Linked DNA regions of Sus scrofa: all the other regions are linked to region 1. Evidence: chromatin contacts called from public promoter capture Hi-C data. All regions are on one chromosome and are shown on one strand. The core of a region is the stretch at or near the end of the contact, and the rest is flanking DNA. Distances in the headings are between cores, read along the strand shown. Region 1 holds the start of SPATA2L (spermatogenesis associated 2 like). Region 2 holds the start of DEF8 (differentially expressed in FDCP 8 homolog). Region 3 holds the start of LOC100738955 (AFG3-like protein 1).

The links. Promoter capture Hi-C pulls out the DNA fragments that hold promoters and counts their contacts.
Region 2: a promoter capture Hi-C map of liver shows a contact between it and region 1, with 2.3 times the contacts expected there. The contact joins the promoter of DEF8 here to the promoter of SPATA2L in region 1. A contact is called at or near these places in 4 of 5 promoter capture datasets (fetal liver, fetal skeletal muscle and liver), 4 of 47 Hi-C or Micro-C datasets (alveolar macrophages, embryonic fibroblasts and heart right ventricle) and 2 of 2 datasets of contacts at active chromatin or transcription factors (alveolar macrophages and skeletal muscle).
Region 3: a promoter capture Hi-C map of liver shows a contact between it and region 1, with 4 times the contacts expected there. The contact joins the promoter of LOC100738955 here to the promoter of SPATA2L in region 1. A contact is called at or near these places in 1 of 5 promoter capture datasets (liver), 1 of 47 Hi-C or Micro-C datasets (heart right ventricle) and 1 of 2 datasets of contacts at active chromatin or transcription factors (alveolar macrophages).

Annotation. Positions count from the first base shown.
Region 1 is chr6:327,139-331,253 of Sscrofa11.1, reverse strand. SPATA2L (spermatogenesis associated 2 like) reads right to left here and starts at 2,720. Exons shown (of 3, transcript NM_001177918.1): 1 at 2,418-2,720; 2 at 343-863; 3 at 1-340. The coding sequence starts at 2,720.
Region 2 is chr6:159,004-163,319 of Sscrofa11.1, reverse strand. It overlaps DEF8 (differentially expressed in FDCP 8 homolog), which reads left to right and starts at 2,384. Exons shown (of 12, transcript XM_021097025.1): 1 at 2,384-2,466.
Region 3 is chr6:138,276-142,520 of Sscrofa11.1, reverse strand. LOC100738955 (AFG3-like protein 1) reads left to right here and starts at 2,620. Exons shown (of 13, transcript XM_021095981.1): 1 at 2,620-2,633; 2 at 2,793-3,034. The coding sequence starts at 2,620. It overlaps CENPBD1 (CENPB DNA-binding domain-containing protein 1), which reads right to left and starts at 2,877. Exons shown (of 2, transcript XM_021097032.1): 1 at 1,999-2,877; 2 at 1-1,997. The coding sequence starts at 2,187. The coding sequence ends at 897. It overlaps DEF8 (differentially expressed in FDCP 8 homolog), which reads left to right. Exons shown (of 12, transcript XM_021097025.1): 12 at 1-1,667.

The DNA.
Region 1 (4,115 bases), core at 1,471-3,970:
CCGCAGGACGTGCAGCACGTGGCCTGGGCGGCAGGCGGGCAGGGCGGGGCAGTGGGCAGCGTGCAGCTGGCGACAGGTGTCACAGCAGAGGGTGGGCAGGGCACCAGGGGCCAGGCAGCTGTGGGCCTGGTAGCCCAGGGGCTCGGGGACCGGCCCATGCACACGCGGGGGGCTGGCCCGCTCGGGGCTGCCGGGAGCTTGGGGAGCAGCCAGGTCTCCCGGCTGACTCAGCAGCTCCCGGCGCAGGGAGAGGAAGGAGAAGGCCTCGGGCTCGGATTCCAGCTCCTCCTCCGAGGCCTCGTACGGCGGGCTGCTGGCCTCCACCGGCCCCCAGGCCCCGCCCCCGACCCCCACAGTTGGGCGCTCTGCTCCCAGAACAGAGGCCGGCAGGCCAGCTCCGAGGCGGCGGGCGAGTCCGGGCCTGGCGAGGGCCCGCCGTACAGGCTGGCCTCGTCCGAGCCCTCGTCCTCCTGCAGGTCCCGGTACAGGTCCAGCCGGGCCCGGCACACGGCCGGGGAGCCCCGAGGGGGCAAGGGCGGCGGCTCTTCCTCCCGCGCCAGGCGCTGCTGCAGCCAGGCCACGCAGGAGGCCACGTCGGCGCTGGCCCGCCGTGCCTGCAGCAGCACCTCGGCCGGAAGCACGCTGGTGCCCAGCTGCGCCAGCACCTCGCCCAGGATCTCGCACTCCAGGCGCAGGGCGAAGCAGCCCAGGGCCACTTGCACCAGCTGGCGGGCGGGGGGCGGGGCGGCCACCATGAGGCGGTGGGCGTCCCTGCGCACGTAGCCCATCTTCCGGAAGCTCTGGATGAGGAGGTCCTCCGAGAGCGCGCCCCTCAGCACGTGCACGTAGCCCCCGGAAAAGGTCTGCAAGGAAGGGGGCAGGTCAGCAGCAGCCCGTCTTCCCGCAGACCTGGGCAGCCTCAGGCCCCAGGTGGTCAGGCCGGCCCGGGCCGCGCTGCACTGACGCTCCCTCCAGAGGAACTTTGTGGGCAGGTGCCCAGGTCCACCCCCAGGCGCTCTGATCCCGTGGGCTAAGGCAAGCCCACGAATCTCAATTCTGAAAAGATCTACCAGACTTCACCTGGGGCATAGATCCTGCCTTCTGGGTCCCCTCCACCCCCTCACCGGTGGGGGTTTGCCGTTCTAATCAGTTTCCTGTGTACCTGCTGAGTTCTGGTTGGGCAAACACACAGAAACATCCGTGCTGTGTGCTCCTCTGACCAGGCAGCCTCCTAAACACCTTCTCAACTGGGATCATTGATTTCTAAGCGCTTCCCGCACCAGGACAGAGGGCGAGCCGTTGACGTCACACCGAGGGGACCTGGAGTTGTCGCAGCTCTGGGCTGCAAGGGAACTCGGAGGGTTCCTAGGATGGTGATGGCAGTTCGTCTGCAGCTCTTGACTCTGGGACCCCTGCTCCTCAGCTTGCAGCTTATGACAGACCTCCAATGGGGCACGCCGTGCAGGTGTGCTCAGGGCTGTGCCCTCGCCCCACACTCTTGTGTCCGTTCCGCAGAGGAAGAAGTGGATTCGGCACGATTAGGTAACTCGCCCCACACCACACAGGCGGGAGGAGGCAGAACCAGACCCCATCGAGGTCTGCCCAGCACTGAAGCCCATGAGCACCTCAAGGCAGGCCTGTCTGTCCGGTTCTGCCCTTGGCCCCCTTGGGGGCTGGATCCTGCCCTCTGGTCTTGACTGAACCTCAGACCAGCATGGGTCCCCCAGTGGAGCAGTGGGCTCCAGAGCTCACCTTCCAGAGAGAGGCTGCTGCCGCTGCCATGGCAACAGGCGGAGGCAGGCGCCCACGGGCCCAGTGACATCATTAACTTCCTCCTCTTCCCAGTTAGCTCAGAGGCGCAGGGCAGCCTGCTGCCTCCTGCCAGTGTGCAGCTCGCCTAGAGGGGCCATGCTGGCCCTGGGCTCAGCCTCCACCAGGGCCAGGGGTGAACTAGGTTCTTGTTTAGTGGGCACCCCTAGGGCGTGCAGGGGCACCTCCACCCAGCCCCGGCCTGCCTCAGAGAACAGGTTCTCTTTCCATGTTTTGTACAAATGGGCTCCGTCCATGTCGCAGAGGGGTTGAGGTGACCTGGACCCTCAAGTCCCTCCCATGTGCCTGTCCTAGGGTTTCTGTGCCAACCGGGGCCACAAGGTCACCTTGGGGAGGACAGCAATGCAAGCTTTAAGGAGCAGGAGGCCCCCAGAAGGCAAGTACCCTGGCAGTGATCTCCACACACCATGCTCTCAGCCCTAGGAGTGACTCAGCCAAGAAACGCTCCAGCAAGCCCAGGACCCTCAGCGCACGGAGTCCTCTGCGGACACCCTGAAGTCCCTCAGCCCTGACGGCAGCCGCCCTCCTGATAGTGGCCAGCCCCCAGCAGCCTTGGCATGGGACCCGCACAAGGCCTGGCGCCCTACCTTGATGGTGGTAAACTCCTTTCTCCAGGGCAGCAGATACAGGTGCACGGCGGCCAGCTCCAGCAGCTCGAAGGCGCGGGCAAGGCCGCGCAGGGCGGGGGCCAGGTCGGCGCGGCCCCACAGGCCATCGGTGAGCAGAGCCAGCGCGTCATCCTGCAGCGCCCCGTGCAAGTCGAAGTCTTCCACCAGGATCTGCCAGAGCACGGCGCGCAGCGACGGGTCCCCGCACACGCCCGCGCGGCCGCGCCGCAGTTCACGCTCCAGACACAGGCGATAGTCCTCGGACAGCGAGCTGCTGCCCATCCTGGCGGGTAGGAATAGGCTGTCAAGAACCAGAGGCCCCTCCCTTCCCGCTGTGCGCCCCCAGAGCCCCCGTCTGCATCTGCAGGTCCCCCTCCAGCCTGGAGACGGTGTCACCGCCAGCTGTGCGTCCCTGGTATCTGCAGCATCTCCTTCCCTGGAGACCTGTGCCAGGAGAGGCTCCCCTCCCTAGCAGAGACCACTTCTCACCCACCAGATCGTGCTGTGGGCCCCGCGGGCGATCGTGTTACCTGTCTGTCCCCAGCGGTCCCCCAGTGCCGGCCGCTCAGTTCGGGCCTCTCCAGCAGCAACGCGCTTCCGCCGGGGACGGCCCTGCCCATCGGCCTGGGCCGTGACGTTTTGGGCGGGGTCTCTTCGGCTACCGCCCCTTCGGCCAAAGCGGACGGGGAGGGGCCTGGTGCGGGCCCGGGATCACCGGCTGGGTGCACCTGTACCTGCGGCAGCCCCGCGTCGCCCGTGTCCCCACCGGGCGCTCCCACCGGGCGCTCCCACCGGGGCGCTCTTCTTCCGCGGACGCAGACCTCAGGAGCTGGGCCCCTAGGCGCGCCAAGCCGCGGAGGAAGCAGGTGCTCGCGAGTGTAGGGGCGTCTCAAGCTCCCGCCGGGCGGGAGGCAGGGGGCGGGGCGAGGGGCGGGGCTACCAGATGGGGCGGGGCCTTCCGCTTCGCCTAACGAGGACTGGCCAGATAAGCAAGGGGCGGAACCTGTGCTGGGGCGGGGCCGGCGCTGCAGGTGGGCGTGACCTGCGTCTTGGTTGCGTTTGACTCCGTAACCTCAGGGTGGGTGGGCGGCCTGGGAGTCTTTCTGTGGCTTCTGGTTTCCTACGGCCGGCACAGCCCCGGTCCCCGAGAGCATCTTGGCGGGGGACGGGGGGAGGGGGGTCTTTGAGGCGGTGTGAAGGCGCCTTCCTCCCTAGGTCAGAGTCACTGCCAGGCACCCCACCCACGGTCGCCCAAGCTGACCAGGGCTGTGGATCTCCCAGGCCTAATCTGGGCCACAGCTTCCAAGGGACGTTTTAATGTCCGTGCTTTCGTTTCTTCTGCTCAGCTCAGCGTTAAGGCCTCTTGGGTGGAGGAGGATTTAGCCATCGGGGAGGTCCCTGCTCAGGGCAAGGAGGGTCTTGTTTTCGGCGTCCCTGCCTGGGTCCTTACCTCTCCAGGCCACTTTGTAGAGATGGACTCCGACTGCAGGAAGATGTCTCTTAACAGTTTTCACCTGGTAGCGCATCGCCCGCTGGCCTGCAGCGACCTCAAAGGCCGGACTTGTAGAAAAGGTGTGCAACTAAGCCGGGAGTCTCTGCGTCTTGTGCTGAGGCCGCTCAAGGTGGAAGTCTTTCACTTGCTGTTTCCTCAACCCACGGCCCACCCTGGGGCCACAT
Region 2 (4,316 bases), core at 1,135-3,634, 170 kb after region 1:
GTTGTGGCGCAGTGGAAATGAATCTGACGAGGAACCATGAGGTTTCGGGTTCGATCCCTGGCCTCGCTCCGTGGGTTAAGGATCCAGCGTTGCCGTGAGCTGTGGTGTAGGTCGCAGACGCAGCTCAGATCCTGCGTGGCTGTGGCTGTGGCGCAGGCCAGCAGCGGTCGCTCCAATTGGACCTTTAGCCTGGGGACCTCTGTATGCCACAGGTGTGGCCCTAAAAAGCCAAAAAAAAAAAAAAAATAGCCAGAGTGTTTACCTTGACCCACGGCCCCTCCCACCTCCAATCCCCTCTCTCTGCACCTTTCTGGCCACGCGACCTGAGTTCTCTTCTGCAAACCTTGGCCCCGTGGGCTCCAGGCGTTCACACATCTGGCTTTGGGCCCTTGCCGGCTGCCCGCGGTCCTCTGCTTCCTCCGCTTTGGGGCTTGGCATGTCCTCTTCCCCAGCTTTTCATACACTTGGCATCCTGCTTATTTGCTTCTTGAGCGTCACACCTGCTACTCATCGGCTTCTTTGCTTAGCGTCTGTCTGGCTCCTCGGGTTCTGCCTGCTCCCTGCTGTGTCACCGTGGGAGTGGGCCCCTGCCAGGTGGAACATTCTTCCTCTCCTGGGGACTGTCCCTCCCTCAGGCCCTGTCATTAGGCACCCACGTATCCAGGCAGCATCCTAGGCCCCAAAGCTGTGCAGAAAGCAAACAAAACTCTTGCTGCAGCCTTTGGTTTCTTTTTGTTGTTGTTGTCTTTTTGCCTTTTCTAGGGCCGCTCCCGTGGCATATGGAGGTTCCCAGGCTAGGGGAGGAATCGGAGCTGCAGCCGCCGGCCTACGCCACAGCCACAGCAATGCAGGAGCCAAGCCACGTCTGCCACCTACACCACAGCTCACGGCAACGCCGGATCCTTAACCCATTGAGCGAGATCAGGGATTGAACCTGCAACCTCACGTTTCCTAGTTGGATTCGTTAACCACCGAGCCATGATGGGAACTCCAGCCTTTCGTTTCTGATGTGGGGGTGGTGGAGGGTGGTGAAGACAGACGGGGCTTCCTCAACTCCTGCACCGCTGCTGAGCAGCCCCGCTGGGCCTCCGGTGTCCTCAGTGAGAGGGAAGAATTGGAGCACCTTCTCCCCTCGCGAGCTGCGAAGGCCACACGGGGTCAGGTAGCTGGAAGCTGACTGCACAGAGGTCCCCTCTTCCTTTTTCCCTCAGCTCCCAGGGTTTAAAAGAAGATTAAATGCCAATTTTGTTTCTAGCCGTGCCCACGGCATGTGGGAGTTCCCGGGCCAGGGACTGAACCTGTGCCACAGCTGTAACCGGAGCCACAGCAGTGACCGCCACAGGATCCTTACCCTGCTGAGCCACAGGGGAACTCCTAAATACCAGCTTTTTTAAAAAGAACGTTTGCTTTTGATTTAAATTAGGACTTTTGTGATTAAGGAAAAATCTAGAAAATGCAGTCCCCTTCTTTACCATTGTGAATAAAAAATTAATCAGGAGATGTGAGAAAGAAGTTGAATTTTTTTTTTTTTTTTTTTTTTTAGGGCCTCACTCTTGGCATATGGAGGTTCCCAGGCTAGGGGTTGAATTGGAGCTGCAGCCGGCAGCCTACACCCCAGCCACAGCAACTCGGGATCCGAGCCGAGTCTGCGACCTACACCACAGCTCACGGCAACGCCAGATCCTTAACCCACTGAGCGAGGCCAGGGATAGAACCTGCAACCTCATGGATACTAGTCGGATTCGTTTCCACTGAGCCACGATGGGAATTCCAAAAAGCTGGAAACTTTATTCGAGCCACATTTGAGAATTATGACCTGGGAAGAGCATCTAGAAAGCTCTGAGGACAGTTCTGCCCATTAGAAGTCAATCGGTTATGGCAGTTTTTTACGACAGAGGGCTGGACATCAAATGACGTATTACTGACACTTGGCACAATCCAGATCTGAGCTCCTGATGCTGGAGCTGGGAAAACGTGGCTGTTGGTGGCTGAACAGGCATTCCTGCCATGTGGGCGGGGCGGGGGGGCGGGGGGGTGCAGAAATGCAGGTCCTCCGGGCACAGCGAGGGGCGAGAGGCCCAAGGGCAGAGCGGCTGTTGAAATTTTTCTTGTCTTGCCATGACGTAGGAATTTTATTTCACACCATCTATTTTTTTGCTTTCTGGGCCTGCACGTGCAGCGCATGCAGCTTCCCCGGCCAGGGGTCGAGTCTGCATCGTCATGGGCCCGCGTCGGGTTCCTAGCCCGCCGAGCCCCAAGGGGACTTCCTCTTGCCCCCGGTCCTGAACAGCGGGACCCCGCGGGCCCAGTTCCCGGAGTGGGACGTGCGGCCTCCGCGTCGGCTGGGGGTGCGGCCTCCGGCTGCCGTGCGCCTCCGGGCCGCAGGCGGCAGCAGCGGGCGGCGGCGGCTGCAGCGCAGCGAGGGCGCGGCCACCATGTAGCGGGGGCGGTGGCGGCGGCGGTCAGGTGAGCGCGGGGCGGGAGGCGCGGGCCGGGGCCCGGGGCGCCGGCCTGGAGCCCGGGGCGGGGGGGCTCTCCCGCGCGGACGCCGGGGCCCCGGGACCCGCCGAGGCCCCGCCGGAGCGCACAGCGGGACTCTGGGCCGCCAGGCCCCTCCCCGGGTGGCACAGGGGGCTGGTGACCTCAGCTGTCTCCACCCTGCTCCGGCGGGGTTTGGTGGACGCGGCCACCCCAGGTGACACTGTCACTGCTTCCGGCTGTCGACACGCGTTGTCGTAGGATCTGTGAGGCCCGGGGCGTGGGGGGGTCCCCGAGACAGGGCCACCCTGTGCTGGGGGCCGGGCCAGTCTGTGAAATGGGCGGGGGGCGCAGGGTCCTGGGCGTGTGTGTTGTTGTTGTGGGGGAAGGGTGGGGCTGTCCTCCTCGAGGAGGTGGCGCAAGGCTTCGGTGACTCAGGCTCCTTAAAGGGACAGTAACACAGGCCCTGCGCCCGGAGCGGTCCCGGTGGGCCTCCTTCCAGGTGTGAGCAGGTAGGAGCCCGGGAGCCCCTGGTGGCAGCAGGGGTGATGACAGGACCTCTTGGAGCCCGGCGCCTGGGTGTGGGAGGCTGATGCAGGTGCCCCAGAGCCCTGGGCTTCATTCTGAGGTTTCCTTTAAAGCAAAGTCAGTGGAGTCCACACCCCCAGAGAGGCGGTCTCTGGAGGGGGCCGAGGACTGGTGTCCTTTCCTCTGAGTGTCCACCTTCCTGCCTGCCCCTGGGAGACCCGGCCTGAATTCCGGGTGCAGGGCTTGTTGTGGGGCGTGCCTGGTGGGGTGGTGAGGGTGGTGGTGCTTCCTGCAGAGGCAGCCCCCACGCCCTCATTGCTGGGCCCATGTGTCAGTGGCCTCCTTCTGCCCTGGACTGTGCACTTTGGCAGGGGGGAAGCAGGCTGGGAGAGATGGGCAACCCCACTTCTCTGCCCTCCTCGGCCTCCACATCCCTGCTGACTGCCCGTGGCGAGGTTAATGAAAGCTGCTTTTCCTGAAGGAACTGGAGCCCCAGGAGCCCTGCCGGGAGTGGGGAGGTATTCCTTCTCAGAGCTTCTCTGGCCATTTATGTATTTTTAATTTAATTTAAAAAAATGTTGGCTATGGCCTGCAGTGGTAGCTTTTTTTGATGTGGGCTCTCAGTTCCCAGACCAGGATTGAACTTTCAGGGAGAGGGCTGGGTCCTAACCATGAGGCCACCAGGGAACTCCCCTGGCCATATTTTAAAATGCTGGGAGGTTTCTCAGGGGAACCCCCCCCGCCCCCCACCTCAGTCTCCTGGGGTCGGGCTGCTCGTCACATGGTGTCAGACACAGTTTCCTCTACAGCGACTTTGGGTTTTGGGCTTCACTGCCACATATGCCAGTCCTTTTAGTTCTGCCCCCACTCCGGGCGGGAGGCAGTGTGTTTTCCCTTATTTATGGCAAGAGACAGCATTGAATCAGGCCAGTCTGATTCTTAATATTGACGTTGATAACAGCAGATGGCAGCTGGTATTTATTTTTGGCCAAGGTACTGAGAACTTTGTACTGACGAATTTAATCTGTAACCCTGTGCGGTGAGGACTTATTTTCCCCATTCGAACATGAGAACTCCTAAGCAAAGCCAAGCGTTCCCTGGTGTCTCCGTGGGTTGAAGATTTGGTGTTGTCACTGCTGTGACTTGGGGTTTCTGCTGGGATGGGGGTTCAGTCTCTAGCCAGGGAATTTCCACATGACATGGGCATGGCATCAAAGTAAAAAAATAAAAAGAAAAGCTAAGAAAGGTTTAGGCCTTTGCCCAAGGTCACACAGCTTGGAGCTGACGGAGCTGCGATTTGAAGAGGGGCC
Region 3 (4,245 bases), core at 1,371-3,870, 190 kb after region 1:
GTGAGGTTAAACTTAGGCTTCAAGATCTAATTGACTTATTTATGAATTATATCTTTTGTCCACCTTTCTATTGGATTTTTAGTATTTATTTTTCTTTTCAATTTTCACGTATCAGGGATATCAGCTGATTTTCTGTGAGATATCTTCTTCCAGTGTGTCACTTGCCTTTGATATTGTTTGTAATATTTTATCTTCATGGAAAAGCTTCTTTCCTTTTTCTCTGGCTGCACTCATGGCATGTACAAGTTTCCAGGCTAGGGATCGAACCTGCACCACAGCAGCAATCCAAGCTGCTGCAGTGACAATGCTGGATCCTTAACCTGCTGCACTACAAGGAAACTCTTCTCATGGTTTGTTTTAAATAAGTTTTCCAAGATATTATTTCACGCAATCTTCTTAAAGCACATTTTTAAGTAAAATTTTAATGACAAAATGTGATGCTTTCAAGTGTTAAAATGAAAACACCAGAAGAGGACTCAGAGGCTTGGCTGGGCTTCCTCCCCAAAGTCCCAGAGACCGACCTCTGGTTAAGTTTGGTTGCACGCCCAGACGACAGCCTAGGAGAGCTGCTGCGAGCGCCACTCCTTCTCGCCGTACAATTCCCGTAGCAGTTTATTGCATCATTGATGGCATTTGAAACTTTTCGTTTCCACTCGTCATCAGGGCTGTGACTGGTAAGGACCTGTAAGCCGGCCTCGAAATGTGAGAAGGCTCGGACAGCTCCTGCGGGGTCAGCTGGCGCAGGGCCGGGGCGGCATCCGCGCTGCCCTCCTCTTCTGGTGGCTCCCGCTCCAGCTGCATCAGCTCCTCATTCGAGAAACCCTCCTCGTGGGACCGCAGCAGTCGCGCCACGTCAGCTTCCGCCACCTCTCCGAGAGCCACTTTGTCAGCAAGGCTCACGAGTTCCCTTGAAGCTGTGCGATGCTGTCTGCTTGGGAGCCGTTCTGGAACTGAACACACTCAGGCCACATCTTCTTCCACACACTGTTCATCGTGGCTGGTCTGAGCTCCTCCCAGGCTATGGCAATGTTGTCCACGGCATCCATGATACTGTAGTTTCTCCAAAACGCCCCGACCTCAGCAGTCTCCTCCCCATCTGTTGCTTCGAGGATGTGCTCAAAAGTCCTTCTTAGGTAATGAGCTTTGAAGGTAGACGCTATGCCTTGACCCACAGGCTGCATCAGGTTGGCTGTACTGTCACAAAGATACTCCACCCTTACCTTATCGGACAGATCGCTCAAATTTACTGGATGGCACGGTGCACTGTCTAAGATGAGCAGGGCTTTGCTGGCGAGGTTATTTTGGGCACAGTGTTTTTCAACGGCAGGGCAAAAAAAGCACGTGAACCATTCATGAAAGATGCTCCTGGTGGCCCAGGCCTTTTTGTTTGAGCGCCAGATTACAGGCAAATTGGGCTTGGAGTACCCCTTCAGAGCCCTGGGGTTTTCTGAACGGTACACTAACAAGGGCTTCAGCTTAAAGTCCCCAGCCGCGTTACCACCAAGAAGCAGCATCAAGCGATCCCTGGATGGTACAACCCACCGCTCGGTTTTCTCTTCCAACGAGAGACGTGTTCCCTCAGGCATTCTTTTCCAATAAAGCCCTGTCTCGTCTACATTAAAAACCTGCTGGGGGGTGTACTCACCCTCCTGGATGATGCTTTTCAATACTTCTGGGTACGGGTCTTCCTTGCCAGGAGCGGTGCTGGGCATCTTCAAGTGGGGCCAACAGTGGCGTCCCCTGAATCTCACAAACCACCCTTTACTAGCACTAAACGTCTCCGTCTGGGAGCTCGCACCTTGTTCACGCTGTAAGTCGTCGAACAAACTCTTAGCCTTCTCCTGAATAACGGAGACGCTCAGGGCCACGTTCCGCTGGCCGTGGTCTTCGAGCCACACACGCAACAATCGCTCCATGGTCTCCATGAGTGCGTTTCGGTGGCGGGTCAGCCGAGATGCTCGCAAGGGGGTGGCGATTTGGGAGCTCGCTTTGATTTTTTTCTTTATTATCTCGGATGGTAGCCACTGTGGAGACGGCAAGGCCTAAGGCCTTTGCGATCTGGCTGAGCTTTTCACCCATCTCAAATCGTCTTAACACTTCTAATTTTATGTCTAGGGCAATTGCTTTCCGTTCCCTTTTGGCACTCCCGGGGAGGGCCGCCGCGCTTAGGGGCCTTTTCCCAGGCATCTTTGCCTCCAAAATGTACAGAAACAGCAGCACTCCCAGGTGCAAGAAAAGCCTGTTTCCTCAAGGCTCCCTTGCAGAACTCGGGAGAGGGAGTGGGGCTTCGAGGAGGAGGCGCAGGCTGACGTCCCCGGAGACGCGAAGGGTCGCTACAGGTCTGCCCAGCCACACTGCCCAGGAACAGGCCGGTTCACTCTGGGCTGCAGGGCGGGCAGCGTGGCCCCCCGGCGTCCATCAGTGTCCAAATTCCTGGACAGCAAGCACATCAGGCCTGGCTGAGTTTCTGTGATGCAGAAAATAAAAATCCGAGCAAGGGAAGGAAGGTGTCCGGCACACGCCCCGCCAGTTCCAAGCAGAACCTGTTCCCAGCGCGCCGCGCGCTCGACTCTGAGAGCCGCTGCCCACGGAGGACCCCGGGAGGGCGTGTCCTCGGAGATGCCCGATTTAAAGTAAGTCTAAAGGCGCTGGCTCCCCTCTCAGCATCTCGTGCGAGTCGGTCCCTGGGCAGGTCAGGTGTCTGGGCGGGGAAAGGCGTCTGGGTAGGACAAGGCAGGGCGCGCGTTCAGAGGCCGACGGCATCAGGCCATCAAGTAGACACCTGAACAGAGGCCCCTGTGTCGGCGCCTCGGCCCTACGGCGCATGCGTTAGGCGACCGCGCGGGTGGGCTCGGGGCGTGGCGTCCTCTGGCCCGTTCGCCGCAGCGGGGCGCGGGTGCCCGCCCGAGCGGCGTCGGGTCGGGCGTGGAGCCTGTCCCAGCGGCCGCCGGCGGTGGTCGGCCCGCTCGCCGTGCCGTGGCGAGGCGGCTGGACGGCTGGGGCGGGCGGGAAGTCGTTCGGACCCGTCCGGCAGGTGAGCCCACCGATCCGGGGCGGCAGGGAGGACGGCTGACCTCGGCGTCGCGCTCGCGCCGTTGGGGTGCGCGGGTCGGTGCCGGGGAACGGGGTCCGCGCGAGGGAACCCGCCAACCCAGGAGCGGCGGTGACATCCCCTGCCAGAGGGCCCTGGGGCTCCCGCCCAGTCCCGAGTCCGTCGGTCCCTCGGGCCCCGCCCTCCTCCCTCGGGCCCCGCCCTCCCCCCTCGGGCCCCGCCCTCCTCCCTCGGGCCCCGCCCTCCTCCCTCGGGCCCCGCCCTCCTCCCTCGGGCCCCGCCCTCCTCCCTCGGGCCCCGCCCTCCTCCCTCGGGCCCCTTTCGCCCTTTCCTTCTGAAGTTCCCGTGCTTCCGGTGCGCCCGCCCCCGTCCCCTTATTCCACTGACCCTGAACCCACGTGGTCCTGAGCCCACGGGGAGCAAATTGCGTTCAGGCCTCGCTGCGCTGCTGACCTGCTGTGCCTTCTCCGGCGCTTTCTTCTGCTCTGTCTCGCACTTGTCCCTCCGATGTGATGTCGTGAAAGGGATTTGTCAAGTGTTGTGTTTTTTTGTTGAGACCTTCTTCGAGCCCAGTTCTGCCAGTGTAATCATAGCTAATCCTGTTTGAGGGTTTCTGGGCTCAGGGCTGCACGGGTTGTCACTTGTAAGCTTTCTACTCACTTGTCAGCTTTCTACTCACTTGTCATGTAGGATAAGACCCTGTTTTGGTTTTTATTTTAATGGCCCCACCCGTGTCACATGGAAGTTTCCGAGCCAGGGACTGACTAAGCCTTATCTGCAGCTACGTGGGATCCTTTAACCCACCTCCTTGGCTGGGGGATGGAACCTGCACCTAGGCAGCCACCTGAGCTCCTGCGGTGGGTTTCTTAATCTCCTGTGCCATAGCTGGAACTCCATAACTCTGTTTTATGGAAGAGGAAATGTAAGGTCACAGCTGCTCCAGCATTTTCAGTTATTTATTTATTTTTGCTTTTTAGGGCTGCACTTATGGGATATGGAGATTCCCAGGCTAGGGGTCGAATCAGAGCTGCAGCCTCCAGCCCACCCTACAGCCACAGCAGTGAAGGATCCAAGCCACGTCTGCAGCCTCCACCACAGCTCACAGGCAGCGCCAGAGCCTTAACCCACTGGGATTGAACTCGAGTCCTCATGGGTACCAGTCGGGTTTGTTACTGCCGGGCCACATGGGAGCT